7 separate regions of the Mus musculus genome follow, and regions 1, 2, 3, 5, 6 and 7 are each linked to region 4. Evidence: chromatin contacts called from public promoter capture Hi-C data. All regions are on one chromosome and are shown on one strand. The core of a region is the stretch at or near the end of the contact, and the rest is flanking DNA. Distances in the headings are between cores, read along the strand shown.

Region 1 (4,049 bases), core at 1,043-3,542, 1.6 Mb after region 4:
ATGGTACAGGTTGTTCACACACAGTCATGTTCCAGCCCGAGGCCACGGGTTTTACCCCACCTGCTCATGGCTTTACACTATCCATGCTTGCCCAAATGAGTCACATATGATGGTTCTGGACTCCTCCCCTGAAACTTTAAGCCTGCAATAAACTGTTTCTGTGTTGCCCTGGTCATGGTGTTTTGTCACGGCAATAGAAAGTAACACAGGGGCTTTCTTCATTAGCTTCTTGGGATTATCATTTAAGGCTTCTACCTTTCCTGAGGGCAGTGGTTGTTGGGCAAGCCACATTTGCTACCTAATGTCTTGGTCATGATTCGAAACACCTGCAGTCTCTGAGCAAGTTCAGAATTGCTTGTGAGAGTGCCTTGGCTACTTTGTAAGTCTTTGCAGCACAGGCTGGGGAGGCTTTAGTTCATTCAGTAAGGATATCCATGAAGACCTATAGGCAGCTGAAGACGTGGCAAGACTTGGTAAACTATGTCCTCCAAATCTGTCACAGGTTCGTGACCATGTCTGAGCACATACCATGCAGCCCCCAAGAAACTCAGGAGCAGACTGGAAGAATCATTTTCCTGAGAAGAGGTGATTGTATGTTTCTCCTGACCTTGTCCAACCAAAGTATCACAGGGCTCTTTTACAAGCTCTCTGGGAACATAGTTGAGGATTTCTGTATGCAGCCATCCTTCAGAATTGCAGAAGAACCCTTTCACAGCTGCCCTTTTCACTGCCTTAGGGGCAGACCGAGGCTTACAAGAGATCCATGAGACTGACAGAGGCGAAAGGGATCAACAAAAATTAGACAGCAGTGCTGAGACCTTGGCAGCCTAGTGATATGATTTATTCCCTCTACTGACAAGCCACCCATTTAGTGCCCCCTGTAGCCGACATAGCAACACTGGAGAGTTTCTGGATGCCATGCACGAGAGACAAAACCTGTGGTCAATATTTGATGGGACTGCTCTTGGAGTTCAGCAAATCACTTTCCTTCCAGAAAGCAGCATGAACATGTAACATCCAGAAGGTAGGTATTTACTCAGTAGAAAAATTTACTTCTTTACCAATTCTAGGTTCTATTTAAGAAAAACTGATATTGGAGAGGTTTAATTGATAGCCAAAGAGATCAAGGTTTTAGGAAGGGTGTACAGATAGTAATGGGAGATCAAAGAGTCATTGTCAGTCCCTGGAGATACTGGGGTCATCTTGGGTTTCAGGATCCAGTTGTTCAGACAGGTATGGTATGACCATTTGTGACCACCCAATGGCCAGATGAGAATGGGTATCAGCCCTGCTTTTTGGTAATGTATAGTTGAAACAGCCCATCCCTTTGGAAGTCCCAGTGCTGGAGCTTTCTTAAGCCTATCAAAAGAGTGTTCCTTAATCCCTCAATTACAAATGGTATGGGCTTGGGACCCTCATTTAATTTCTCATGACTGGCCTGGCTATTTCTTTAAATATTGTAATTCATATTCTGCAGTATCCAGTTAATTCCAGAAAAGCCAAAACCTGTCTTTTGGTTCAGAGAGGGGGCAAATCCAGATCTCATAGTACCAAATGAAGGTTGCCTTTTTTTTTTTTTTTTTTTTTTTTTTTTTTGCCTCACAAATTGAGAATTTTCCCTAGAAGTTTTGCTTCCTTTTTGAAGTTTTGTAGCCTTTTTGAGCTTTTGAGATACAAAGAGGCCAGGTGGGGTGATGCACACCTTAAAGCCCAGGTCTTTGGAGGCAGAGACAGGTGGATCTCCAAGTTTGAAGCCATCCTGGTTTACATAGTGAGTTCAGGACACAGAGAGAGGGGGGTGGGGTGGGGAATGGACTGAGCTACAACGTTTAAAGTCTGTTGTTTGGCTGGTATCCTCTGAAGCAGTAGGTAGAAGGTCACCCTCATTCAGGATTACAGCTACAGAGTTGGGTGTAAATTCTCCGACATGCTACCAAATCTGGGATTAAACCTACACCACGAATTCTTGATGGAAGACTGCGACAGGTATGTTTCTGGGCTCATGCATCTGGGATAGTCTACTGAAAGAACGGGAACCCTGGCTTTCAGAAAAAATAGGTACACTGGCAAACCGGAAACGAACTAGAAATCGAACTTGTGCTGTTTAGGGTCAGAGCCTGGTCCTATCCGTTTCAGCACCACAGACCTGGAGTGCAACCTTGTGCAGGATTTTACCCGTCATCTCACGGCGCGCCGGCTATTGATGCTTCTGGGAAGTGTAGTTCATGCAAAGGCAACACTATGATTGGAGCTCAGAGGCCGAAGATCTTCGCGCAGGCGCACTGCCTTCCCGACACGAGGCGGTGAGTGTTCGCAGGTTCCCAGTACTCTTGCCAAAGGTGAGGGTTGCGGGTCTAGGTGTTCAAGAAGCCGAGTGGACGCGGTGGCGGAGGAGACACGGGGACACTGGGCACTTGGGGGAGGGTTAGTGGGCGTGGCCTGTGTGGACAGAGAGTCTTCCCTTCTGGTGTGTGTCGGTTCCGTGGGGACAGTGTCCTCGTAGGGTATGTCCACTGTGTGTCAGAATCCTGTACTTTCAAGTTGGAGATCCCGGTCTTCCTTTCGTTCCTTCTTTCCATGATGGGTGCTACGTGGATGTGGATGGTACCGACGCTAAATCTGGGAGCATCCACTCCATTCTCTCCCAAGTCCCCTAGAAAACGTCTCCCTTTGCTTCAGCTTCTCGCCCTGAGCCTGCACCGGAATGTCCTGGTGTGAGCATAGGGTGTTCCTGGACGATACCGGATTTGAGGTGAAGAAAACCCCAAAGGAAATCGCAAATGGCTTTAGGCAATTTTAAGATGATATTGACTGGAGTGCACTGTTAAGGAATAGTGGGAAATAAGGGTGAAGGGACTATACTGCGGCCAGACAAGACCCACAGTATCAGAGTAAGACCCACCAAGCACGATATTTTGTGCGTCTCAAATGAGGTCAACATAAACAAAATTTTGAGAAACAATTCTAGAGGTTGACATTCTGACCACCGTTAAATCGAACTAGCACAACTTCGTTCCAACCACCAGTAAGTGTCAGATGTCTAGAAGTCCGTGGGATGGCCAGTTGTCTGTTACTCCATTGAAGTTGTTGGCAATTTACTAGTGATCTTTTCCCTAGTGTTCTTTTTACATTTGAGATACGATCTTATTTTGTAGCTTAACCTGGCGTTGTGTTAAGCCTTAGCCTTCCAAGTGCTAGCATTACGGGTGTATATCACCATAGTTCTGTTTTCCGTGAAATTTCAGTCACGCGAATCAAGCTTCCCGGGATGCTGGGATGTGTTGCAGGTAAAGATCTGCTTAACTTTATGGCTATCTTTCAATGAAAGTAAATTATAACAGAATTAAAAGCTTCCAGGCAGACTTTTCCCAGTTCCACCTCAGCCTTTTACAAAGCCTGACTCTCTTAATTGCTGTGAAATAGTGCCTCTCTTATTGATGTATGACGATGGAACTAAATTATCTTTATAGAAAGCACTCAGCATAGTGCCTCATGAGAGCAAGCACTCAACGCTAGTTATGGTGGAGTTCCGTAGTGCTCCAAGTGTGTCTAGCCGCTGGACAATAGATTATTTAATCAAGTTGTCTGTCATAGATGCTTAGGAGAGTCCAGATTTTGGTTGCATTACCTAAAGATTAAATAGGATATGTGTAATGTGCTTAGGAAGCTGGCTGGCAGATAACTTTCAATAAAGATAACGTGTTAGTGATGGTTAATTAAAGCCGTTGTAACTATTCTCTTATACTTCTTAAATAAATTCTCGAAGAGAATTGGCCAACCTAAGAATGTCTGTGTTTGAAGGCTCTTGCTACTTGTCCCAGTGATCTTCCTAAAGAACTTAACTAATGAGGACACAGCTATGCTGAAATCACCCCTTGCCCAAAGCACCTTTTGATGTACTCTGACCTCTGCTGGTTTCTCCGGTTTCATGTTCTCTACGGTGTTGCTCACAAGTGACTTTCTCCTATCTAATTTCAGTAGTAGTTCTTGATGTGATAACGATCTGCCTCTATCTATTCAAGACTCCAGGTCCTCCCAGCCTGTGAAGT
Region 2 (4,021 bases), core at 169-2,668, 1.9 Mb after region 4:
AAAAGAAATGTGGAGCCGAGAGTCAGACAGGAAGGTGGACAGAGGAATCAGGTGCCTGTACCTTCTCCCCTACAGTTCCCACAGAACCCTGGGCTGAGGCTCCCCTACCTATGAAGCTGATAGCCTCCTGGAACCAGGCACTTATCTCCACCATCTGGTTATCTTCTACTGGAATGCTCTTGTAATGGAAAAGACCCTCAAAGTGGTTGGGGCAGCTGGCAGAGACATTGAGAACTGCTGTGATGCCGCAGGCCTGCAGGCCCTGAAGATCTGAGGAGTGGTTGCAGCTGCCCAAGTACAGGTAGGGCAAGATTTCCACAGGACCACCCTGGAGGAGGAAGGGGACGGTGGTGAGACCTCACTCAGCCTTGTGCTGGAGGGCTTGATCCAGACATCTTGGATTGGCTAGAAACAAGAGAAGCTCTAGGCCTTCTGACCAAGGACAGAATTAAAAGTCTTGAGGCCACAAGGGGACATATGTTCAGACACTTTGTGCCACATATGCCTTAAAGTCTGTATGAGGATATATACACGTTCACACCATTTGCAGGTCACACAAACACTCTCCACATCTGGGAATGTATATTGGAACACACCCCTGTCTTTCCCCACTGGCGTTCTCCAGAGGCATCCCTCTAGAATGCACAATGAAGACAACAAATTCGAATATCAACTCACCTGGTCATAGATCGGAACCCTCGGGTCAGAGTTGCTATTTTCGGCCCCAGCAGGAGGCAGGGCCTGGGCAGGAGCTTCAGAGCACAGATCCGGACAGTACGTCTGGAAGCTTTTGAAACCGCCTGTGGGAAAGACAAGAAAGGGTATGATTAGCCAAGAGGTCGGGAACGGGGCACGGAACGTGGGACAAGGGGCTAAGAGCGCGGGGCGCGGAACATGGGAGAAGGGGCGAAGGGCGCAGGGCGCGGGGCGCGGGCTCACCTCGCAAGAAGCACACGGTCGTGGGTCCCCCGCGCATCTCGTGCTGCAGTGCGGCTAGCAGCAGGTGAGCGGGGCCGTCCGGCGGGAGCTCGGCCACAGACGCGCTGCTTTCATCCAGCACCACGGCACGGGCCAGCTCCCCGCGGCCCAGGCGCGCCCGGAGTGCGCGGTCGGGCAACAGACAGGCGAGGGCAGCGGCGGGGGTGCCGCGCGCACGCCGCCGCAGCAGCGCGTTCCAGGGCACCGGTCGCGCGGCGCGCACGTGGCTCCGGCAGAAGGCCAGGAACGGGCGGCAGTCGAGCAGCAGCGTGCGCTCGGCCTCCCGCGGCTCCCGCAGCAGCGCGCCCAGCGCCGCGCACTCTAGCTCGCACGCCGTCTCCAGCCCCATGGCGATCGGCATCGCAAAGCCTCCTGCTTCCGGATGTCCTCTCCCTCGGCTCCGGCGGCGCGGTGTCTGTGTGGCGGGAGCTGACGGTTCTGGGGGCTCTTCGTCGAGCCCGGGCTTAAATACTCGAGGGCTGGCCCCTCGGGTCACCATACAAGGGTAGAGCAGGAAGGCGCCGGTGCCCGCCCCCGCGGCTTCACGTGGGACTCTGGCTGGGCCGCCCCCGGGGCTCCCTGAGCGGACAGGGGGTGGGTGGGGCGGGGCATCAGGGGGAGGGACACGCGGGGGAAGAAACTGGGAACCAGACCGTGACAAGTGTCGGCCTGGAGTCTAGAGGCCCCACCCACGTCTCTCCAGTGTATATGCCCCAGTGCTCCCCACTCTTTGCCAGGCTTCAAGCCACTAAGTGCTTAGGAACTCAGCTCTCAGCTGCACCGAGCCTTTGAGTTACTCAGGTCTTCAGCTTCCTCACTTTTCCCATTTTCTCCCAGGGTTTTCATTCTAGGAATTTCGATAGCAAAAATGGACAAATTACCTGTTGCTACCCATAATGATACACTATTAGGAAAGACACCAACCGTCAGGAAATTGTCCTATTCTCCCATGTCAGGCCCAGGCCCAGGTGGAGGAGTCCTGGAAAGCCAAAGCCCTGGGGCAGGGGCGGGGGTGGGGTGGGGTGGGAGGGGCTTTAATGGGGAAGGGGCGCAGGGGCCTGTGACGAGTTTCCTCTTATGACTGGGACAGTTTCTTTCCCCAGGGGCCCAGGGAAACCCCCAAGAGCCTAAAAAGAAGTAGTTCCCATGCCACAGGCCAGGGCTAAAGAGGAACTCTGTTGACGATGCTGGGCTCTCCCAGGGCATAGCCAGGCCTGGCGGGAATTTCAGGGGAAGAAGGACTATTCACAGAACCTGTTCCCTTCCGACCCCTTAGGAGCTACAAACCCCTCTGGGACAGGCCCTGGTCCCACACCAAACTGTAAGAATGAAAAACTGGGTAACTCACAGCCATTCTGTGCTCCCCCACTCAAGTGCCTGCCCGCCCCCCCCTCCCGGATGTGGTGAGGCCCAGCTGCACGTGGGCCCCCCGGGACACTCCTGCGTTGGGGGCGAGAAAGTTGGTAGGTGGCTGAACTGAAGCAGGCGGGTGGGGACAGTGTTCAGAACCCAGCCTCCCAAATCTTTATTGCCCTGAGCCAATCCTCTGCCTTTACTAAGACCCTTCCAGCATCCCTGCAGATCCTTTGTTTCTTGGAGGCCTGTGGCTAGAACCTGTGGGGACCCCTAACATAAGGTATGGTAGGTATATAGGTGCTCGAGCAAAATATTATGCCTTTCCTCTTGATTTGGGGAACTTGGGGCTTGTGGGGGATACAGAATGCCAGGGAGAGCTACGAGGACTCCTGGACCAGGAGTCATGGACTTGTGTCTCAGTGGCACGGTCATGCAAGTTGGTTCCAGGGCCACAGCCTGGGTCCCTTCCCACCAAGCCTGTCTGGAGGCTGATACAGCACAACTGGCAGCCCAGCCAGGGAGTCTGGACCATAGATCCCTGAAGCTGATAGGGGGCTCTTATCCTTGGCATCAGCCTCACAGATGACTTAATGGCTGATTCCAGGGACAAATTACAGAGCATGGAGGGGGACCATCATGTCTAGTCTTGCTGAACAGAGTCACCTGCCATGCCTGGAGCCACAGCCTTCCAGCTGTGGAGAAGAGGGGAGGCCCTGCTAGCTGAGGTCCCTGCAGCAGGAGTGAAATCAACTTAGCTTTGTGGGAAACTCCAGCCCCTGACTCCAGTGCTGAACTGAGCTGCTGGGCCCCCTGGCAGGGTGAGAGTGTGTCCCTCAGAGTCTGCTGGGTGCCTCAGTCTTTGCATATGAGCCAATGCGGATCTGTCACACATACACCCCAAAGCCACTGTCCTTGGCGTGGTACCCTTTTCAGCTCTGACAAACACAGATGAACTCAAAGAAGCCAAACTGAACCATAAAAGAGGAGCTTGCCTTCATCTTCTGCTGGAGTCCCAAATCAGGGGGAAACCCCCACCTTCAACACCTGATGAAAGTCCAAGGCTGGGGTAGAAGAGCCCACATCCCTCCCCAGCTCCTGTTCTGACTGAAGATCCCCACCCCCCAATGCCGCCACCAATGAGTCATCTGTAGGTTGTCTGCCACCCCTTGCTACCTCCTCAGGACCCTGTTTGTCCAGAACCATTCGCTGGAAGCCTGCCAAGAGGAGATAGGACTCTGGACATCGGCTGGGGATAACATGAGATGGGGCCCCAGCCAGGATGGCTGCTGGCACAGGCTGCCAAGTGCCTCTTCACTAGACAGTAAGTGACCACACGGTTGGTTTCTGTTTAAGGTTGTTCATGGCCTGGCTGTTACAGAACAGACCTAACAAGTGAGTTTGAGGCTCAGGTTTTATTTATTTTTCTTTCTTTAATTAAGACCGTGTGGGACTCATTTGGAAGAAGTGATGATTCCCTGTGTTGTTCTTTTCTGTAACCATTTATTTGGATGGCTGCTTAGACGTCACTGGCCTTCTGCCTTTGGGATTCTGGTTTGTCTGCTCAGTCTGCTTGCCCCATGGATTTCCCTTCCACAGTCAGATGCTCCAGGCTCTACCCTGACCCTCTTTCCCTTCCTCCCCAGTCCAAGGCCAGCCTCAAGTGGATGGCCCGGGTGGAAAGGAGATG
Region 3 (3,596 bases), core at 685-3,184, 2.0 Mb after region 4:
CAGCAGGGTTTTTATTTCAATGCAGAGGGGGGCGCTGACCTTTTCACCAAATCCTAGGGCCTGAGCCATTCATGAGACACCTTGCACATATCTAATAGGAACATACTAGAACTAAAGAGTGTCAAAGAAGAAAGGTGAGGACTTTTGAGACTAGTTCAAAGGACTTGAAGGCAACAAGATGTGACCATTGGGTCCCACTGACCACTTTTATGTTTAAAATCAGGAAGGACATTTCTGCTTTCATACTGCACAGCCTTTCTCCTCACTCCTAGAAACCGAGGAGGAGCTAGGAGGCTCCTGAGTCAGGCCCTCCTCTAAGCCCTAGACTCCTATCTCATCCAATAAACAGACCAGATGCTTTCTTCTGCCTGCTAGTCTGGGAAATCTGTTGATGAATAAAGCAACCGTCTTAATATGGCATACCTGTAAAGGCATGGAAAACCAAGTTTCAACTGTTGAAGGTGTTAATAGAACTGATATCTGATGACCTGGGATGCCACAAGTCCCCTCTATTGTAAATCCAATTATCATAGAATACTAAAATGTCTTTTACAATTGGTCACATTAACAGTTCTGATTTCTCCATCGATCGAGCTGCCCCAAACGACTATTCTGCATCTCACATGTCCGTTAGAAAGGGGAGGCTAATTGTAATACCTGACAAACACCCTTTTTTCTTCTACCTACCTCTGGCAGAAACCTAAAATAGCAGCAGTTTGGATTAGCATGACGGTGAGGAGTAGGTGCTTGGCTGAATAACATCAAAATTAATGAGAGGCTAGACCCCCAAACAGAGCCACCTGGTGGGCATGAACACCAAGCAAGAATGGGGCTGTTTCCTTTGACAAATGACTGCCTCTGGCTATCTATACTTCAGCCAGCCTCATATCTGTTCTGCACCGCCCCTCAAGCCAAGAGAGCAGGAGCTCAGCGCTCTCACCTTTTAGCAGATCCGGGTTTACATAGCCCAGCACGTCCGAGACCCCCAGCTCCTGGCGGGAACAGGTGCCTCCATGGATGTGCAACCAAGCGGGCTCCGCGAGGGCAGTGCACAGCGCTGTGATGGACAGGGCGCCAGGCAGGGCCGAGGCCAGGCTCCGCTCCGGCTGCTTGGGAAGAGCGCTGCTTCCCGGGCTTCTCCGCCGGCGCCCTCCCGGCAGCCCGGCACCTCCAGGGGCATACATGCCCGGGGCTGCCCGCTGTAGCTCTGCGGTCGTTGGTGGTGGCCGCCGACCTCAGCGGGGCGCGCAGAGCCTGTCTGTACCCAGGTGGAGAGCAACGCAATGGGCGGCTGGCCCGGAGCTGTCAGGGCCCGCACCAGAGACTGCGGGGTGGGACCCAGGGCTGAGCACAGACCAAAGGACTGCGGGAATTCGGGGGGCGGGGACCGAGGGCTCTGGATGAGGGGTGCTGGATCAGGGCTCGGAGATGGCAGGGGACTACATTGGCTGTAGACATGCCAGGATGAACGGGCGGAGGTACTGGGGGGCCGGGGGAGGGGATCGGCTACTGGCAAGGGGACCGGAGGAGACTTGGACCAGGGTTATCAGACAGAGGGGTGCTGAGGGGCGGAGGATGCAGCTGGGCCGCCGAGATCGGGAATCCGCACTTTGGGGTGCGACCTAAGCCTCAGTAACCCTCCCTACTCTAGTCCCTGCTCCTCACCGGTCAGCAGGCCTCAGGGCTGGGATGGCGCCGCTCCGCCCGGTCACAGGCTTCTTAGCTGCCCGGGCCAAACGATCCCAGGCCCCAAACCCGCAACGCCCAGACGGACCCTGGCCGATGCACTTCCGGCTTCCTCCAACCCCACCCCACCCCCGCCTCCTTCTTCTCCGGCCCTCCGCCCTGCCCTCCGTGCGCGTCACTGTGTGCGCGCGCCGCTTGTTCTTGCGCAGGGCATCAGGGTACTGGTAGTTCCGGACTGTCCCGCGAGGCTTCCAGTTACGGAGGATGAGGGGAGTGACTACAAGTCCCAGAAGGTCACGCGGCGTCAACAGCGGGCACGTCAATTCCTAGGGCGACATATTTTGCAGAAGCTGTACATCTGACGGTCTCAAGGTTCTATAGTGCCCAGCGCGTTTGGCGCGTTGCTTCTCTCGGTGTGCTCTCCTTACCCTAAAACAGTCGCCATGAAAGATTCTCTGGTACTGCAGAGCCGCGTCCCGGCGCACCCGGATTCCCGCTGCTGGTTCCTGGCCTGGAACCCCTCGGGGACCCTGTTGGCTTCCTGCGGAGGCGACCGTAAAATTCGCATCTGGGGCACCGAGGGTAAGGCCTGGCTTGGCTTTGTGGCCCTGGTGCCGAGGAAAACACTACTCTGAAAAGTGTCGGGGAAGGAGTGTGCCAGCGTCAACAGAGGCTGGAATTGTTGCGGGAACTGGGATATTTGCTGCGGGAACTGGGATATTTGCTGAGGTAGAAAAATGAGGAAAGTCGCCTGAAGAGCAGTTTAACAGTTTCAGAATCTTGATCGGTTGCATCGTAGTAATAATGGTGACTGACTTTGTCCCAGCAACAGGGTCCCACTTAAAGTACTACTTAGTGAATGGCATCGATGGCGCTCCAAAGCCTAGCCTGTTCTCTGCTTGCAGGTGACAGCTGGATTTGCAAGTCTGTCCTTTCTGAAGGCCATCAGCGCACCGTTAGGAAAGTGGCCTGGTCCCCGTGTGGAAATTACCTGGCATCTGCCAGCTTTGATGCCACCACTTGTATTTGGAAGAAGAACCAGGATGACTTTGAGGTAAACAGGTTGGATGGGAGCAGTTTATTACCTGTTTGCACCCCAGGGCTTGGTCATATTAGTTACAGCCTTAACTTAATTTCTACACTATAGAAATAGTAGCTGAGTATGGTAGTTCATGACTGTAATGCCAGCATTTGGGACACTGAAGCAGGATGATTGCTGTAAGTCCACCAAGGTCATCCTGCTATAGAATGAAACCCTTTCTCAAACAACAACAAAACTGCTCTCTTAGATATTTTACTAGGGCTTAGGACTCTTAGCTGCCATTAACTCAATATCCTTTCCCTTTCCAGTGTGTGACCACTCTTGAGGGCCATGAAAATGAGGTCAAGTCAGTGGCTTGGGCCCCATCTGGCAACCTCTTGGCTACCTGCAGCAGAGATAAGAGCGTGTGGGTCTGGGAAGGTGAGTCTAGGTGCCTCTGGGTACAGCAGGAAACCAGCTCGCTGGCTTTCAGCTTTGTCCCTGACTGGTCACCTCTGGGTCTAATTTGTTCCTCCCACAGTTGATGAAGAGGATGAGTATGAGTGTGTCAGTGTCCTCAGCTCTCATACGCAGGACGTTAAGCACGTGGTTTGGCACCCGAGCCAGGAGGTAAGAGTGAGACAGGGTGGGAAAGAACCTGCTGTGGAGGTTTGTGCCCAGCCTGCCTCCACTCTTCAGAACCACTCTTGTTCTTAGAGGGATCGCTGGGACTGTCCTGCTCTGACAGGGTTTGATATGGGAACCATTGTATCTTAGTTTGGGTTTGATTGCTGTGAAGAGACACCATGACCAAGACAACTCTTATAAAGGGAAACATATAACTGAGTCTGGCTTACAGATTCAGAGGTTTAGTCCACTTTCATCGTAG
Region 4 (3,972 bases), core at 731-3,230:
CTTGCTTCTTTCACAGAACTCCACAACATACAGGAGGTATACAGAACAAAGAACTTTTTAGCTTTTCAAAGCCACATACTTACATACCAGTCACATCTGAGAAGAATACCAGTGAGTTTGAACAAGACTGAATGTGACTCATGAAAGGTCGCAAGTAGAAAGGTTACCTTACGGAGGATGAACGCACGAACAAGGAAGAATAAAATTCCAGACATAATACCAGAAAGCAGCGGAGAGACGAACCACGACATCACTGGAATAGAATACAAAATGAAGTGTCAGGTCTGGAAAGTACGTTTTTGTTAACAAGACCCCGAAATGGTAGGTGCTCCATTTCTGATACTCTTCAACTTGCCCCTCCACTTCACTCCCACTCCACGACACACAGCAGCACACAACGAAAATAAAACCATTTAAAATTCAACATACCAATTTTTATCAGTTCAGACCACTTGACACCCTTCTGCCCATTTGCCACAAGGGAGAAACCAATGGTTGCACCGACAATACAATGGGTCCCAGAAATCGGAAGCTTCAAAAACGAAGCCACGAGCTGCCACACAGCAGAACCTGAAACAGAATTAATCAGATTTTGTCAGGTAGATGGCAAAACTGTTACATAAGCAGTGCGTCCTTGCGGAGAGAAGGTTCAAGACTGGAGCGAACATAAGGTATAACTACAACTTACCAAACATAGCACTGACGGAGCCAGCCATGAGCAGATCTTGAGTTTCGTTGTACAGCTCCACATCTATCAAGCCGTTCCGGATGGTTTCGCTCACTTTGGCCCCCAGCAAGGCGGAGCCCACAGTTTCGAAGATGCTAGCTAAGATGCAGGCTTGCTTCAGGGTCACTACACCTGAGCCTACAGCTGTACCGAACGAATTTGCTACATCATTGGCTCCCACGGAGAATGCCAAGACAAATGCAATGATGAAGCCCAGGATGAGCATCCATAGATTGTCATACTTCGGTGGAGCGGAAGCAGTAACAGCAGCTAGGGTACTAGTAATCGTTGCCACAGTAGATTCCATTCTCTAGTGTAGTGGTTCTTTAAATAATAAGAGAATTACTAAGCGGCTTTTGAGATGTGTAAACGGAATGAGGTATCAAAATGCTATAATAAATAGTATATATTATATAAAATTAAATACTGTAAACTACGGCACGGAAACCGAGCTGGGGAGTTACTGCTATACGCTGCTGCGTCTGGGCGTCTGTTGTCTGGGGTTTCTTTGGCTCTGGAGGGCTAAAAGCACGGAGCAGAATTCCATGGCGGATTAGAGAAAGGACGCAAGTTCATCCTGGGGGGACGAAGTGGAAGAAAATAACAATAGCGGCGCATCTCTGGGAAGAGGGCAGCCTGGGACTCCGCATAGTCCCCCCCCCCCCCGCCCGTCACTTATGTCTTCAGTCCCCCAAACGCTGTGCAAGGTGGGGCACAGGGCGATCTCTGTGCTCCCCCACCCCCCACCCCGTCCCGCCCCGCCCCGCCCCACGAGTTCTGTTCAGTCTCCGGCCGCTTGCCCGCGCGCGCCCTCCGTGGATGATCGGAAAAAAGACCATTCCCGCGCGCGCCTGCCGAGGACCGCCGAAAAGGCCCGCGGAAGGGCGCGGCGTGCGTGGGGAGGCGGGAGGAGGACAGCAGCGTAGCGGGGTCCTGCAGCCTGCATCCCACCCCCGCCAGCCAGCTCCCCACACCCGAGCCCACTCCAGAGAAGAAAGGACCTTTGCACCACCGGTGCCGCGCCGCCACTCACCAAAGGAAACTGAGGGCCGAACAGAGAGACCAGAAGAACGAGACTGAGGCAGGCTCGAGCCACGGTCGCACAACCCAGGACGGCAACACCGGGCACAGCACGGAGGGACTCTCTACCCACTCGTGAAGCAGCCGCGGGCGCCTCAGCAGGCGAGAGGTGAAAACACGCAACGCGCGCCGGCGGCCATCATATAGAGAGCATGCCGCCGGCTCCTATTTATAGCCGGTTCTGCGCCCCACGTGACCTGCCGAGCCTCGCGCCCGCCCGAGGTCCCGCCTCCGATGTGACGCAACCACAGGCTGGTCGGGCGCGCCTAGCCGGGTGAGCTGGGCAGCGGCGCTGATTGGCCTGGACGTCCCCGGGGCCCCGCCCCCAACGAGGAGCTGGTCCACGTGGGACTGGCTGGCCGCCTCCCTGCAGCCTCGCCCGGGTTATCCTGTCTGCGCTGGCCACGCCGGGTGGCTGCGGGCGGGGACTGTGGGGGAGTCTCGCCCAGACACGCGGGGACTGAGGCCGCCACCAAGGTCGTTCCGAGTTTCTCCCACGCGGGCCCGGGTCAGCTCGGTGGCGACGCGGAAGAGCGGGTGTGCTGAGACTTGCCCTTGGCCGGACCCGATCTGTACCTCGCCCGGAGAGGGTGGAGGGATCTCACGTGGCCACCTCGCTCCCGCAGTCACGCACTTGTGTGAAAACGGAAAGATTCGGGAGTCACGAGGATAGGCTTGCGTTCCCAGCTGTGGCACTGCGCTGAGGGAGAGCCATGGGTCATTAGTTTCCCGGCGCCGGACCTCCGTTTTAGGAGCCCCGGCTATGGCGCAGCGGGGAGGATGTTACTTTGGATTCGAATTCTTAACTCATATTTGCTGCAGTGTGTCACCTTGAACAAACCCTAGGTCTCCTCAAGCCGAGTGCTCTGGAACGAGAAATAATAGCAGAGTGAGAGAGACTGGAGGACGGGTTGGAATTGTGTGTAAAGCACAACAAAGATGCATTTCCTGTCAGCTCATCGGGGCTAGTGGCGACAGGCAGTACTAATTCAGGTATTCTGGTTACAAGTTCTTACCCAGTAAGGAGAATCATATTAGCTAAGATATAAGCATGTGACTGGAACTCAATAGATGTTCAGGAAATGAACCTTCATTTCCTCGTTACTTTTTTTTTTGAATGTGCCTGTTTTAGAATATAGGAAAAGGTTACAGAGGATGTCCTCATCCTGAAAGTTTTCCCATCCCCTTTTGAAATAAAGATTGCTTCCTGGTCCCCTACATGGTATAAGGTTGTAGTTCTGACAATGGATTAGTTCGTTTTATTGCCTAAGCTCAGAACTAACTAGTCACCACTCCTTGGGAGATTTAAGTTATGTGGGTTATAAAGAAACTTAAGAATTCCAGCCAGAAATACCCGGTTTAGAACGCTCTAAAACGCTCTCTGCTCTCCAAAGGTAGGGCAACGAATAGCAGAAACAAACATGTTGTAAATTATAACTTCACAGGAGTGTCCTGTGACCTATAATTTGGTAGACTCAGAATCTCGTATAGGTTATACAGGTCTATTGACCTCAAGGTCATGGCTGGAAAACAACCTTCATGTTCCAGGACACTGACCCCAGTGTGTAATTCTGGCATCTTCAAATGCAACACTCTTTGCCCTTACTTCTTTCCAAGGTCATAAAACATTGAATAAAAGGACTGGTTTGTTAAAAGGTTGTTAGTGTCCTGCCAATTAAAACAATTTTTGAAGTAATTATTTGTGAGGAAATTGCTCATGACTTTGCCCACTGTTTGGATGTGCTTTGCTTCAGTCTGTTGATGACCATGCTTTTGCCTCTTGAAATTGAGACAACCAAGGTGAGCAGCCATGGTGAATAAGGCCCATCCAGGTACAAGAGCAGAATCCAGAGCCAGGTTTGCCAGATGTGAAGGCATCACTGTGGTTCAGGGAGAGTATAGTATTTTGAGACTTGGCTTTATGCTACTTTAGTATCCATGTATTTTCAGGCAGAGACAGATTTCTCTGTCTCTAGAGAGTCCTTACTGTCTTGAAATCAAGGAGGGGGGATGTGATGGTTGGTCAGATGGTTTTAGATTGTCTTGTTTTTTGTTTGTCTTTTGTTTTTGTTTTTGTTTTTTGAGATAGGGTGTCACTGTGTAGCTGTCTGGTTGTCCGGGAACTTACTGTGTAAATCAGGCTAGCCTCGAAATCACAGAGATCC
Region 5 (3,914 bases), core at 1,088-3,587, 1.7 Mb before region 4:
TTTAAAGAATTATTTATTGGGGGGACTAAGGGGGCAGGATGTCACATGCCTTTAATCCCAGGTCTTGGGAGGCAGAGGCAGGCTGATCTCTGTGAGTTTGAGGCCAGCCTGGCCTACACAGTAAGTTCCAAATTAAAAATATTTATTTTTATTTCCTGTGTAAGTGTTTTGCCTGCATGTGTGCCTGGTGCCTGAAGTCAGAAGAAGGCATGACATCCCCTGGAACTAGAGTCATAAATGATCATGAGCCACCATGTAGGTGCTGGGAACCTAACCCCAGTCCTCTGCAAGAGCAACAAGTACTCTTAACCACTGAGCCAGCTCTCCAGCTCCATTATGGTATTTTTTACTCCCAAACGAAAAGTTAAGTTCTACAAGAATAAAATTACATACAACTTGTTTACCACTGTATCTCGAAGCCTAAAATCACAACACGCTAAACTATTAGACCAACCCCCGAAACACTGGTGCTGAGGTTCCTTGGTTTCTCCATTGTAAAACTTAAGAGTTCATCTTGCCACTGATCTCTGAGTCCCCTAGAAGATCTAACAGAGATCTATTACTTTAACATTCCAAGCTTCTCCCTTACAACTCTCTTCTACTACAGGGGCACTGGCAAAACTCCACCTTCTGGACTCTACCACTATGTCTGCAGCTTTTTTTTTCCATTTGGAATTCTTCTCCCCAACTTCACGCTTGCAAATCCTACTTAACCTCACATGCTCAAATTCAATGTCACCTCCTCCTCCTCCTCCTCCGAGACTTCTCTGCTTACTGCTAGCCAGTCACACACTCTCTGCCCCTTCATTTCCACAGGTTCTCTTATGCCAGGTTCAGGCCTCACTCAGATCAAATGACACTCAAATGGGTGGCTTCTAATGTCACCACTTATCGGAATCCTGGAAGACCGACCACCTGTTTGTATTTTGCTTTTAGCATTTACCACTATCTGAAATTATCCTGCTCATTCCTTTTGCCTAGTTACGTGTTGACTGCCTGTCAGCCCTCACTAGAACATAAGATCAATTGGAGCAAGAATCAATCCTACGCCACGTTCACATTCCCTCACTTTCCCACGTCAAATGGGGAACCCAGTCAACAAATATCTGCCTGAGATATGGATGACACTGTAGGTCTTATAACTTCCCCTTGCTGTGTTCCTAACTTCTTGTGGACCACATCAAACTCTGGATGATGGATCTACCTGTGTGCATTATCCAAAAATTCTCTCACAACAGAAGCAAATAATAGATAAAAGCTAATTAAAAAGTGATCTCTCCAAGAGGTTCTGCCCCAAACCAAGCCAACTGCATGTTGTGGAGAATCTAGGGCTAATAGGATTCTCCTCTCTAGACAACCCCGTTCCAATAGGCCAACAGTGAGGATCCAAAAACTAGTTTCTTCACTTTCCTTGGAACAACAACCAATGGTACTTTTATCCCTGAAATCTTACAACCCAGCCTTACCTTCTATTTTCACCCAACATGTCACTTCCTCGGCTGTACTTCTTCCAGACACACATATCTCCAATCTCTTGGGCTGGTCAAAGGCAAGTGCTGAAGAACTCACTCACTCACCGTTTCCTTGATACCTCATTTATCCTAAATAAGCCCGTTTTCGAGGTGGGCTTTTATACTCTTCAGGACCCACATCTAACCCACAGCAACAAATGCCTCCCGAGTGTTCCCGTTCCTTCTCAATCTTCCACCACAGGCAGACCCGAAGGCCACCAAATGAACATCCCTCCAGGAGGCAAGCCATCATCAAACACAGTGGGGCAAATTCTACCCTCGCGATTTCAAGCCCTGCACCTGCCTTGGGCCTGGAACATCAGGCTGGGCCTGCACTCCCCACCCGCACTCACCTGAAGCGGCCCCCGCAGTGCTGGCATTGCTCGCCCACCCAGCCCGTGGGGCAGACGCACTGGCCGGTGCCAGGGTTGCAGCGGCCGCCGTTGACACACGGCCGGTCACATTCCTTGGCCTCGGCTGCGGCCGAGCCCGACACCGCCGCCGCCACCGCAGCGGCCTCGGCCTCCCGGGGCAGCGGCAGCAGCAGCAGCGAAAAGAGCAGCGGCAGCAGCGGCGGCGGGGGCAGCGCCCGCGACAGCACCCGCGGTAGACACAGCCGGGCGCGCGGTCCCGGCCTCCAGGCCCCTGTCGCGGTGCAGGGTCGGTGCTGCCTGCCCTTCCTGCCCGCAGGCGCTGCTGTCGCCGTCGTGCTCCCCCTCAGCCGCGCCTCAGTCGCCGCCGCCGCCGCCACCGCCACCATCTTCCTGGGGCTGAGCCGGCGCCCAGCGAACACATACACACCCCGCACGCCGGCTCCCCTTCGCCTGGCCGTGCTAGGCGGGGCCGGGCGACGGTGGCCCGGCGGGTCCATATCCAAGGCGGGGCTCCCGCTGTGCGTCGGGCAGGGGCGGGGCTGGCATGCGCGGGGGCGGGACCAGGGCCGTGGTCTTCCGGCGTGCCCAGCATGTAGACCTGCTCAATGCCAGGGTCTTAGCGCGGATGAACATCGCCTAGTCTACGGAGGCTCTTTGCTTTCCGCACCGCGCTACGACGAGTTAGCCAGTACCTCCTTACAGTGGCTGCCTGGCTCTGCTAGACAAGCTGACTGTGGTAAGTGTTACCCTTTGGACGCCTCCAAAGCTCAGCTTATAACCCCAACTCCATTTTGGTGAGAAACCGGACCCAAAAGGCTAATGATGTCGTGTGTTGCTAGCTGAGACCTGAAGAAGTAGTACTTACTGCATTCGCGTTTCTAAACTAGGGATAACAAAATGGCACGTGTGTTAATTAAGCACCTGCATATGAATAGATGTGTAACTGACTGAATGCACACACAGCCAGGCTTTCCTTGATAGCGAGCGGATTGAACCAGTGGCAGACCATGTCTATGTGTACCTTAAATTCTGCAGGAGAAGTTTAGCATTATCTTGTACCCCACGACCTATCCATATTCTCTGAAGAAAGAACAGCCCAGAATTACCGGGAGCGCTCTCAGCTTGCACACCCTTCTTGCTAACGCCAGTGCCTCTCCTACTCCCAATGATACATACTTCCCAATAGCATAACCTTGTATGGGCCACTACCCTGGAATGTACGCTGGACCTTGACTATATTAAACCGATAGAAGGATATGGTAAAGAGATAACGTGTCAGTTCCAGCTCTGATCTTATTTTTTGTTTCTTTTGTTGCTTGGTCTGGTTTGGGAGGTATTTGTTTATTTGTTGTCCTGGGATTCTCCTGCTCTTCCACCTTGGAAAGATTCATACAGAGGTCATATGGAGAGAAAAGGTCCCAGGCAAATGAATCTGGTAAGCTTATAGCTGGAAGAACAGTCACTGAGTGAAGAAGCCATATGGGTTGTTTTAGCCATCTGAGTTGTTCCACTAAAAGAATAGATAGATAGATAGATAGATAGATAGAGATCTATTTAGTTGGCTTACAGGATGCAGTCCAAGTAGTTCAACAATGGCTGTCCCACCCTAGAAAGGTGCTTGATCCACAAGACTGGACTCCACAGTCCCAATTCGGTGCTGGAGTCCTAAAAGATTCCTGGAGATCTCACTGCTGATCCAAAGAAGTCAGTTCTAATATCAGTGAGGTAACGCTGCAGAAACTTGATAGATGACCTTCCCTCCAAGAATAAGAACAAGCAGACAGAAAGCAAAGTTTCTTCTTCTCTGTCCTCTTATCTGCCATGAGAAAGTGCTACACAGATTTAGAATGAGTCTTCCTGCTTCAGGTAATCTGATTAAGACAATTCTTCATGCCCAAGAAATGGTGGCCCACACCTTTAATCCCAGCACTTGAGAGGCAGAGGCAGGTGGATCTCTGTGAGGCCAGCCTGGTCTACAGAGTGAATTCCAGAACAGCCAGGGCTACATAGAGAATCCTAGTCTTAAAAA
Region 6 (3,833 bases), core at 1,084-3,583, 1.4 Mb before region 4:
GGTCAGGTTCTTAGAACTGTCAGAAAACAGTCATGTGACAGGTGGGTCCAAAGTAGGAATAGAAAAATCAGAGCTTAAATACTGGCAATAACATGAGACCAAGTAAACAGAGTTGGCAGAAGCCCAAACCAACCTAAATGGGTATGTGTGGTGTTGGATGCAATCCAAGGTCTCATACTCGCTAGGTTTACACTCAGTCCCTGAACTACAACATTCTTACCCAGCATTCCCCAGGCAGAAACAAGGGATCTCTGACTTAAGGGCCATGGTGAATACATAGGGAATTCCAGGCCAGCCAGACAGCCAGAGCTACCTAGTGAGACCCAGTCTTAAAAAACAAACAGCCGAGCGGTAGTGGTGCACGCCTTTAATCCCAGCACTTGGGAGGCAGAGGCAGGTGGATTTCTGAGTTCGAGGCCAGCCTGGTCTACAGAGTGAGTTCTAGGATAGCCAGAGCTATACAGAGAAAAAAACCAACCAACCAAACAAACAAAATCCCTCACAATAACGTCTCGAAATACATGTTGTTGTGGGCCAATCAAAACTTTCTCTTGCCTGGTAGCACAGACCTCTAACCCCAGTACTTGGTAGGCAGAGGCCGTCAGGTGTCTCTGAATTTGAGGCCTGGTCTAGATGGTGAGTTCCCATACAGCCATGCCTCTATAGAGAGACCCTGCCTCAGGGAAAAAGAGGAGGAGGAGGAGGAGGAGGAGGAGGAGGAGGAGGAGGAGGAGGAGGAGGAGGAAAAGAAAATGTCTCCTGGGGATTCTTCCCATATTCTGTTCTCTTCTCATCCTCTTCTCACTGAAAGGGGTAGCAAAGCTGGACTCATCTGCTTAAAACAAGGATGACACGTTACCTCTCTGACCTAAATGAATATCTTGTAATATGGTGGCCACAAACCATGAGGATCATCACATTTCCATGACACTCAGTTCACAGAGTTGTAGAATATATAAATGATCTGTCATTGGCTAATGACAATAAGATCTTAGTTTATTTAATATACTTCCTTATTTGGATTGGTTGATTGGTTTTTTTGGTTGGTTGGCTTTTTGGTTTTTTGGTTTGGTTTGGTTTGGGTTTTGGGTTTTGGTTTTGGTTTTTTGAGACAGTGTTTTTCTCTATGTAGCCCTGGCTGTCTTGGAACTCGATCTGTAGACCAGGTTAGAATCGGTCTCAGAGACCCTGCCTCTGTCTCTCAAGTTCTGGGATTAAAGGCATTTACTTAATACATTTAAAAGCAATCATTAGAACTGAAAACAGGAATTCATTAAATTCACTATAGGAAATAAAAACAATTGTTTAAAAAGGCAAAAAAAATTAAAATCTATGACATAGTCCTATGTCATAGGATGGCTAAACTCATCAGTTATCACAATCACAACCTACAGCCTTTTGCTAAGGCGGAAGCCTGGGCCTAGCTTGCTTCCTCATACTGATCAGACCAAGGGCATAGTTGAAGGCTGAGTGCTTCCTTTAGGAAGTTTTCCTGGGCAGCTGGCAACCCCTTTAGTGTATGCCACCTGCACTTGCCAAGGTGTTGATCTGAGTCAAAGATAAAGTCTTTACTCAATCTCTTTTTAGGATGGGGTTTGTTAGTTTTACAGCAGGCACGGGGCACAAGGTATAAAATACAAATTTCCTGTAGCGTCAAGTTTTAAATTGGTCAATTTATTGGCTCTTGCCTCCACCTAGATCATAGTCACAGGTGCCTTCACACCCCCGCATCTTGTAGGTTTGAAGGCTCTTCAGGGTTTTTTGGTTTTTTTCCCCCCCCTTAATTATTTTTTAATTCAGTGTATGGTTGTTTCGACCATATGTTTGTGCAGCACCTGCAGAGGCCAGAAGGTGTCCAATCCCTTGTAACTAGTTATCATGTGGGTGCTGCGAATTAAACCCAGGTTCTATGGAAGAGCAGCCAGTGCCCTTGACCACTAAGCCATCTGTCCAGTCCCATATTTGAAGGATTTAGGACATCTGCTGCACAGGGAATAGCTGGTGCAGGAGTTGAATCTAGAGTCCAAACAAGGTTGTCCATAAACCAAAGGGCTCATACACCCAGATACGGGGTTCAAAGAGAGTAGGAATTTGCTGGATTTCTGGTAGGACAGAAATTGGGGATTGACCCCAAGAATTTGGTACAGTGGCTAACGGACTGAGGCCGAGTATCTGCCACCCAGCCTTTTGGGCAGGCGGGCCGGCGCTCAGCGACCAAAGGGGTTAAGGCACCGAGTCCCACCCCCGTCCAGGATTGGCGGGTCCCGGGGGCGTGGCCGGAGGGCGGGCCCGCGTTTGCCGCAGCCGCTGGTGGGCGGGCCGGGCGCGGGGCGGGAGGGGCCAAGAGCAGAGCCCGGCCGCGCCGCGCGCCCTGTGGGGCGGGCTTCGGGCTGCGCCAGAGAGCGGGACAGCTAGCGCCGGTGTCTGAGCCTCTGCGCCGGACTCTGAGGCAGTGAGTAAGTGATACAGGCCTGCCGGGGTGCCCCTCCAGGTTCTCCCTCAGGTCACCATGCCCGCTGCATCGCTCGCTGCTTCTGGCCGGTGGGAAGCTGGGGAGGGGGCGCGTCCCGCTGCTAGGGTACCGGGGAGCTGGGGGGGGATGAGGCCGATGATGTCATGGACGCTTCAACCGGCGCGCGGGGAGGGGGGGGTGGCGGCCGGAGGGGGTGCGGCCCGGATTATGTCACCTCTTCTCTCTGCACCCCGCCCCCCCCCGGGGGCCACGCGCGTTGGTGGAGAACCGAGGGAGGTATGGGTGGAATTTCTCCAACCGCGGAGACCTCTGTGGCACCTTTGCAGAGATTTTGTGGCTGGGGTCTATGTGCTAGTGAATGGCGACCCTCCCCCTCCCCCCCCACACACTCTGACACACACATGCACAGCTGAGGCAGGCTCCTGTGTGAGCGGGTGGGTGGGGGTGTGCTGTCAGTACCTTCAGCACTGAAGCACTGGCTTCATCAGAGTCAGGATCTAGGGGATGGGCCTCTTCCCCTGCAGGTGCCCACATTTCCAAGGGAAGATGAATCTCCCCTCACACATCCCAACCAAGAAGTTCTGCTCCCTGAATCCCTTCCCTTAATCCTTCCTGGAAGCTTTTCCTTGTTTCTATGTCTGCATTCATTTCCTATTGACATTGCTCATAACCAACATCCCCACAAGTATTGGCCTTGCATTTTCATGATGCCGGGGGGGGGGGGTCCAGAGACCCCTGGGGTAACACAGGCTTCCAATGGGGAAGGCTCACAGTGAAATCTCCCTGGGTCATCCTGAGCTAAGTGCTCCAAGACCTCTTGGGTACCAAGGATGCTGAGGAGTATTTGGACTGGTTCCAGAAGAATGTAGGCTGGGCAGAGAGCTGAGAAGAGGTCATGTGTGGAGTGAAGAGCTGCTTTCAGGAGAAATACAGGGTGGATATCAAGAGAGGCCTTAGAGACTCTGCTACAAACTCTACTTGGTTGTGGGTGCCAAAAAGAATACCATGGATTTTACACATAATCCGTTTCCTTTTTAAAAAATCGCTGTAAGGTAGGTGTGAGAATTTGAGTCTGCTTGAGGTTTCGTAGCTGAGCTGTGATTTACACCTGGAGCTGATGCTGCAGGAATTCTAAGGCCCTTGACCCTGCTCGGGGAAGGGTTTAGCCAGAGTCCATTTGGCCCCTCTGACTGCTAGTATTGTAATGTCACAGGCACTGAGGGTTGATAGAACAGAAATGGAGGCAGGCTCAGGCAACAGGCTATCATCCCAGAGTGATGCGGTTCAACTGCCCTTGCAGATCACACTGTCACCTAGGGCAGTCCTCCTCAAGCCTCAAGTCCTAAAGAGGGCTCTCAGC
Region 7 (3,661 bases), core at 969-3,468, 1.5 Mb before region 4:
GCAGGTAAAAAGCCCTTACTGCATTCACAGGCCTGAAAGCCTGAACTTGTCAAGTAAGCCATGGTGCAAGAAGAGAACCAACTCCTAAAGCCACTCTCTGGCCCCATGCCCCACCCCCAACACATAAACATAATTAAAATACTTTTTTAAGGGCAGGGAGGTGGAAGGAAACTTCTGAGTTGCAGTCAGGAAAGTGCTGCACCTGTCATTCCAAATCCTTGTCCCTAGGCAGGTTAAAGGGAGGGAAGATCAGAAGTTCAAGGCCAACTCAGGTAGAGAGTCCCTTTTTCAAGAGATGGGGGAGGGGAGACATGGGGCTCGAGAGATGGCTCAGTGGTTAAGGACACCTGTTGCCCTTACAGAGAACCCCAATTTGGTTCCTAACACCCACAGGGTGGCTCACAACCATCTGTAACTCCAGTCTCAGCAGATCCAACGCCCTCTCCAGGTCTCCACAGGCACAGACATATATGCAAACTCATAAAGTAAGTTAATTTTTTAACTGGGCATGTTGTGCTGTGGTAGTGACTCAATGGGAAGAGCACTCGCCAACACAAGCACGGTGACCTAAGTTCTGGTCCCTTGCACCACATAAAAGTCTGGGACAGTCGTGCTACCTGTAACCTCAGCCCCGGAGGAGGCAGAGACAGGCGGATTGCTTGAGCTTGCTACCCCACCAAAGAGCACACTCTAGGTTTGAGACTCTGTCACGAGGGAATAAGGAGGAAGATAATCATTGGCTTTAAGTCCTGGGTTAGATCCAAAGTCAGAAGAAAATTAAATAAAGCCTCTGGGTCTTTGTTCTAAAAGCTGTAGCATGTAGAGTTTTGACAAACTTGTCACATTTTTCTTTTGTTAACCTGCCTTTTGTTATACTGTGGTCAGCCATGATTCTTTTTTTTTTTTTTTTAAACCCGAGTCTTTCTACTGCTGACTTTTATCTATAACACAACAGTGTTATTCTCCCAGAAAGTGAAACCTTGTCAGAGCTACCGTGCCAAACCCTACTAAGAAACGCCTGTGAGTGCCTCATGCTTTAGAGAGAGGCAGATGGAGGAGGATATGATGACCACAGCATGGGATTCTGGAAAACACATACTGAGATGTGTTCATTTCAGGAAGCGCTGCCAAGCATACTTTTAGACTAGCTTTATGTCCCAAAGCAAGCAGAATAAAAGGTTCACTATAGCCAGTTTTGGATTATCAGGTTGTCATGAAAAAATGGCAGAAAGAGGAACATTTGCCTGGTGTAACTTGGATTAAAGGTCCCTTTGTCCTCAGTTTAAGAATGCAGTGAATTGGTAGGCAGCATTTCTGCTGCTATGGGTACCTCAAGTTGGCTAGCTTTCAAGCTTTGAGGATTCTTCAGCCTCTCCCTCCCATCTTGAGGAGTTACAGAAGTGTGCTGCTACACACATCTGGCTTTCCCATGTGTCCTGGGGATTGAACTCAGGTCAGTCTTGACTGGCAAGTGCCTTTCCTCATTCATGTCAGCCATGATTCTTATGAGGTATTACACATCTCAGATATGGAAGGGTAGATGGAACTATACTCAATTTGGATCAACATCCCTCCATTACCCCCCCCCCACACACACACACTGCTTTTCAGGAGGGGAGGTGTCTGAACTCAGGTTTAAAATCTAGGGCTTCAGGGGTAATTTATCTTTGTCACACATGTCACTACTCCAGCTCCTATAGCCTGCTGACTTTACCAGCTCATCTAAAAAACTCGTGAGGTGGAGCATGCGTGCAGCCCCAGAATTCGGAAGCCAGGAGGGTCAAGAGAATAAAGTCAGTTCTGGCTACACAACAGGGTCAGACTAGCCTGGACTACACGAGTCATTATCTCCAAAATAATGATTATATATATAAAAAAAAAATTCCTCTGACCCTCAAGGCGCCACACTCCACGGCGGTCTCTCCCCAAGCCCAGACCTTCAACACAGCCAGGGGCAAACCCCACACTCCCCGAGGCTACAACTCGTAGCCTCGTTTCCCGCCTTCTCTCCCGTGCATCCCTGGTGAAAGCCCAGCAGCCCAATCACCACCCGCCTCCGAGACAGTCTCCACACCCCACAACACCTCCTCCAGCTTCTTGGCGTTTCCCGTCACAAACACGATCTTCTTCCCGACCAAAGACGCAGCCATTGCAAGCGAGGGTTACGGTCCAGAATGCCCAGTAACCCTTTGCCGGGAAGGTACTTCCGGCCGGAGGCGGAAGTAGGTAGCTCGGTTTCCGGCCCTATCGGATGCCTGAAGCTTGCCTCCGGCTACTGCTGCCAACATCCGGGAGGTGGCAGCCGCGGCAGATGAGCATCCCGCAGCCTGTGTCTGAGGCGCTTGGGACGCGCTGAGGGGTGGAGAGGTCTATCAGCGCGCAGATCCTCTGCTAAGCAACTCCGGGGAGCCAAGAACCCGCGCCCTGACGGGTGTCGGCTGTGGTGGCGCCCCTCCGGCACCTCCAACTCTGTTGAGAAAGACTATCTTTTAGACAAGGGCTGTAAGCCTGGGAGTCTATCCGAACCTCACTGCGAACTTAAGACAGCATAACCAAGCAGTCTTTTACGTGTTAGGCTTGATAGCTAGTGTTTCGACTCCTTTTTTCTTGCCCAGCTAACCCTATCCCTTCTCTATTCCGTCACCTCAGCCTTTGCATTGGGAACACACCAAGGAAGATGAGTGACCCTCTTAGCCCTACCCTGTGAGTGCATGAGCCCCTTCAAGAAGAGGGTGTCGCATTCCCTGAAACTGGAGTTACAAGTGCTTTTGAGCTGCCTGGTGTGGATGTTGGGAACTGAGCCTAGGTTCTCTGAAAGTTGTAAGCTCAAGCTGGAGAGATGGCCAAGCGGTTAAGTACATGACTGCTCTTCCAGAGTTAGTTGTGTTCCCAGCACCACATGGTGGTTTTCAGTTGTCTGTAACTCCAGTTCCTGGGAATGCATTGCCCTCTTCTGGTTTCTGAAGGCACTAGGCATATATAATGCAGCGCACATACGAGCAGCTAAACACTCATACATATAAAAAACATCTTAAAAAAAAAAAAAAGCCGAGCATGGTGGCGCACGCCTTTAATCCCAGCACTCGGGAGGCAGAGGCAGGTGGATTTCTGAGTTCGAGGTCAGCCTGGTCTACAAAGTGAGTTCCAGGACAGCCAGGGCTATACAGAGAAACCCTGTCTCGAAAAACAAAAAACAAAACAAAAGTACAGGGTGCTAGCTGGAAGTGTGGCCATTTATAATCCCAGCACTGAGATTAAAGCAGGAAGATCATGAATTAAAGGCTAGCCTGGGCTATATATGGTGTCAGGGATGTAGCTTGATGGTAGAACATTTGCATAGCATGACCAAGGTCCTGGGTTTGGCCCCCAGAATCACACACACAAACAATAGAATCCTAATCAAGCCTGGCTGTTTAGCTTAATGTTATTAACCTTGTACAGCCTTGGGTATTGTTATATAGATGCAACTTACTTAAGGGGCTTATGGGACTTAGGCAAGCACTGTACCACTGAGCCACATACCCAGCCCACTAATGAGTTTTTCTTAAACTCTAGAGCTGTCCTCACAGAGTAGCCAAAGCTATGTTCTCCTCAAATCTTTGCTCGTGACCTTAATATTGCGTGTTACACAATTCAGAAGCTTTGCTGTATACAGTGTCTT

Evidence for each region. Promoter capture Hi-C pulls out the DNA fragments that hold promoters and counts their contacts. Capture Hi-C pulls out chosen DNA fragments and counts their contacts.
Region 1: a contact with region 4 is called in a promoter capture Hi-C map of pre-B cells, with 2.9 times the contacts expected there. The contact joins the promoter of Zfp661 here to the promoter of Slc20a1 in region 4. A contact is called at or near these places in 3 of 39 promoter capture datasets (liver and pre-B cells).
Region 2: a contact with region 4 is called in a promoter capture Hi-C map of pre-B cells, with 2.3 times the contacts expected there. The contact joins the promoter of Dusp2 here to the promoter of Slc20a1 in region 4. A contact is called at or near these places in 1 of 39 promoter capture datasets (pre-B cells), 1 of 484 Hi-C or Micro-C datasets (B cells) and 1 of 115 datasets of contacts at active chromatin or transcription factors (T-cell acute lymphoblastic leukemia).
Region 3: a contact with region 4 is called in a promoter capture Hi-C map of neutrophils, with 4 times the contacts expected there. The contact joins the promoter of Ciao1 here to the promoter of Slc20a1 in region 4. A contact is called at or near these places in 3 of 39 promoter capture datasets (embryonic stem cells, liver and neutrophils).
Region 5: a promoter capture Hi-C map of pre-B cells shows a contact between it and region 4, with 2.1 times the contacts expected there. The contact joins the promoter of Atrn here to the promoter of Slc20a1 in region 4. A contact is called at or near these places in 2 of 39 promoter capture datasets (liver and pre-B cells).
Region 6: a promoter capture Hi-C map of liver shows a contact between it and region 4, with 2.5 times the contacts expected there. The contact joins the promoter of Lzts3 here to the promoter of Slc20a1 in region 4. A contact is called at or near these places in 2 of 39 promoter capture datasets (the 3T3-L1 cell line and liver) and 1 of 115 datasets of contacts at active chromatin or transcription factors (microglia).
Region 7: a contact with region 4 is called in a promoter capture Hi-C map of adipose tissue. The contact joins the promoter of Itpa here to the promoter of Slc20a1 in region 4. A contact is called at or near these places in 1 of 39 promoter capture datasets (cranial neural crest), 1 of 484 Hi-C or Micro-C datasets (B cells) and 1 of 9 other capture datasets (adipose tissue).

What each region holds. Positions count from the first base shown.
Region 1 is chr2:127,582,920-127,586,968 of GRCm38.p6, reverse strand. Zfp661 (zinc finger protein 661) reads left to right here and starts at 2,292. Exons shown (of 5, transcript NM_001111029.1): 1 at 2,292-2,339.
Region 2 is chr2:127,333,556-127,337,576 of GRCm38.p6, reverse strand. Dusp2 (dual specificity phosphatase 2) reads right to left here and starts at 1,418. Exons shown (of 4, transcript NM_010090.2): 1 at 940-1,418; 2 at 679-800; 3 at 109-328. The coding sequence starts at 1,339. It overlaps Gm46762 (a long non-coding RNA gene), which reads left to right and starts at 2,026. Exons shown (of 3, transcript XR_003953899.1): 1 at 2,026-3,655.
Region 3 is chr2:127,246,154-127,249,749 of GRCm38.p6, reverse strand. Ciao1 (cytosolic iron-sulfur protein assembly 1) reads left to right here and starts at 1,934. Exons shown (of 7, transcript NM_025296.4): 1 at 1,934-2,268; 2 at 2,592-2,740; 3 at 3,037-3,148; 4 at 3,249-3,337. The coding sequence starts at 2,130. Tmem127 (transmembrane protein 127) reads right to left here and starts at 1,802. Exons shown (of 4, transcript NM_175145.4): 1 at 1,666-1,802; 2 at 941-1,258. The coding sequence starts at 1,184.
Region 4 is chr2:129,196,781-129,200,752 of GRCm38.p6, reverse strand. Slc20a1 (solute carrier family 20, member 1) reads right to left here and starts at 1,980. Exons shown (of 11, transcript NM_015747.2): 1 at 1,761-1,980; 2 at 689-1,304; 3 at 430-570; 4 at 168-253. The coding sequence starts at 1,034.
Region 5 is chr2:130,904,918-130,908,831 of GRCm38.p6, reverse strand. Atrn (attractin) reads right to left here and starts at 2,337. Exons shown (of 29, transcript NM_009730.3): 1 at 1,865-2,337. The coding sequence starts at 2,271. It overlaps A730017L22Rik (RIKEN cDNA A730017L22 gene), which reads left to right and starts at 2,436. Exons shown (of 3, transcript NR_015523.2): 1 at 2,436-2,621.
Region 6 is chr2:130,641,344-130,645,176 of GRCm38.p6, reverse strand. Lzts3 (leucine zipper, putative tumor suppressor family member 3) reads left to right here and starts at 2,333. Exons shown (of 5, transcript NM_197945.4): 1 at 2,333-2,456. The region is part of intron 2 of Gm52563 (a long non-coding RNA gene); the gene reads right to left.
Region 7 is chr2:130,666,359-130,670,019 of GRCm38.p6, reverse strand. It overlaps Itpa (inosine triphosphatase (nucleoside triphosphate pyrophosphatase)), which reads right to left and starts at 2,218. Exons shown (of 8, transcript NM_025922.3): 1 at 2,085-2,218. The coding sequence starts at 2,150.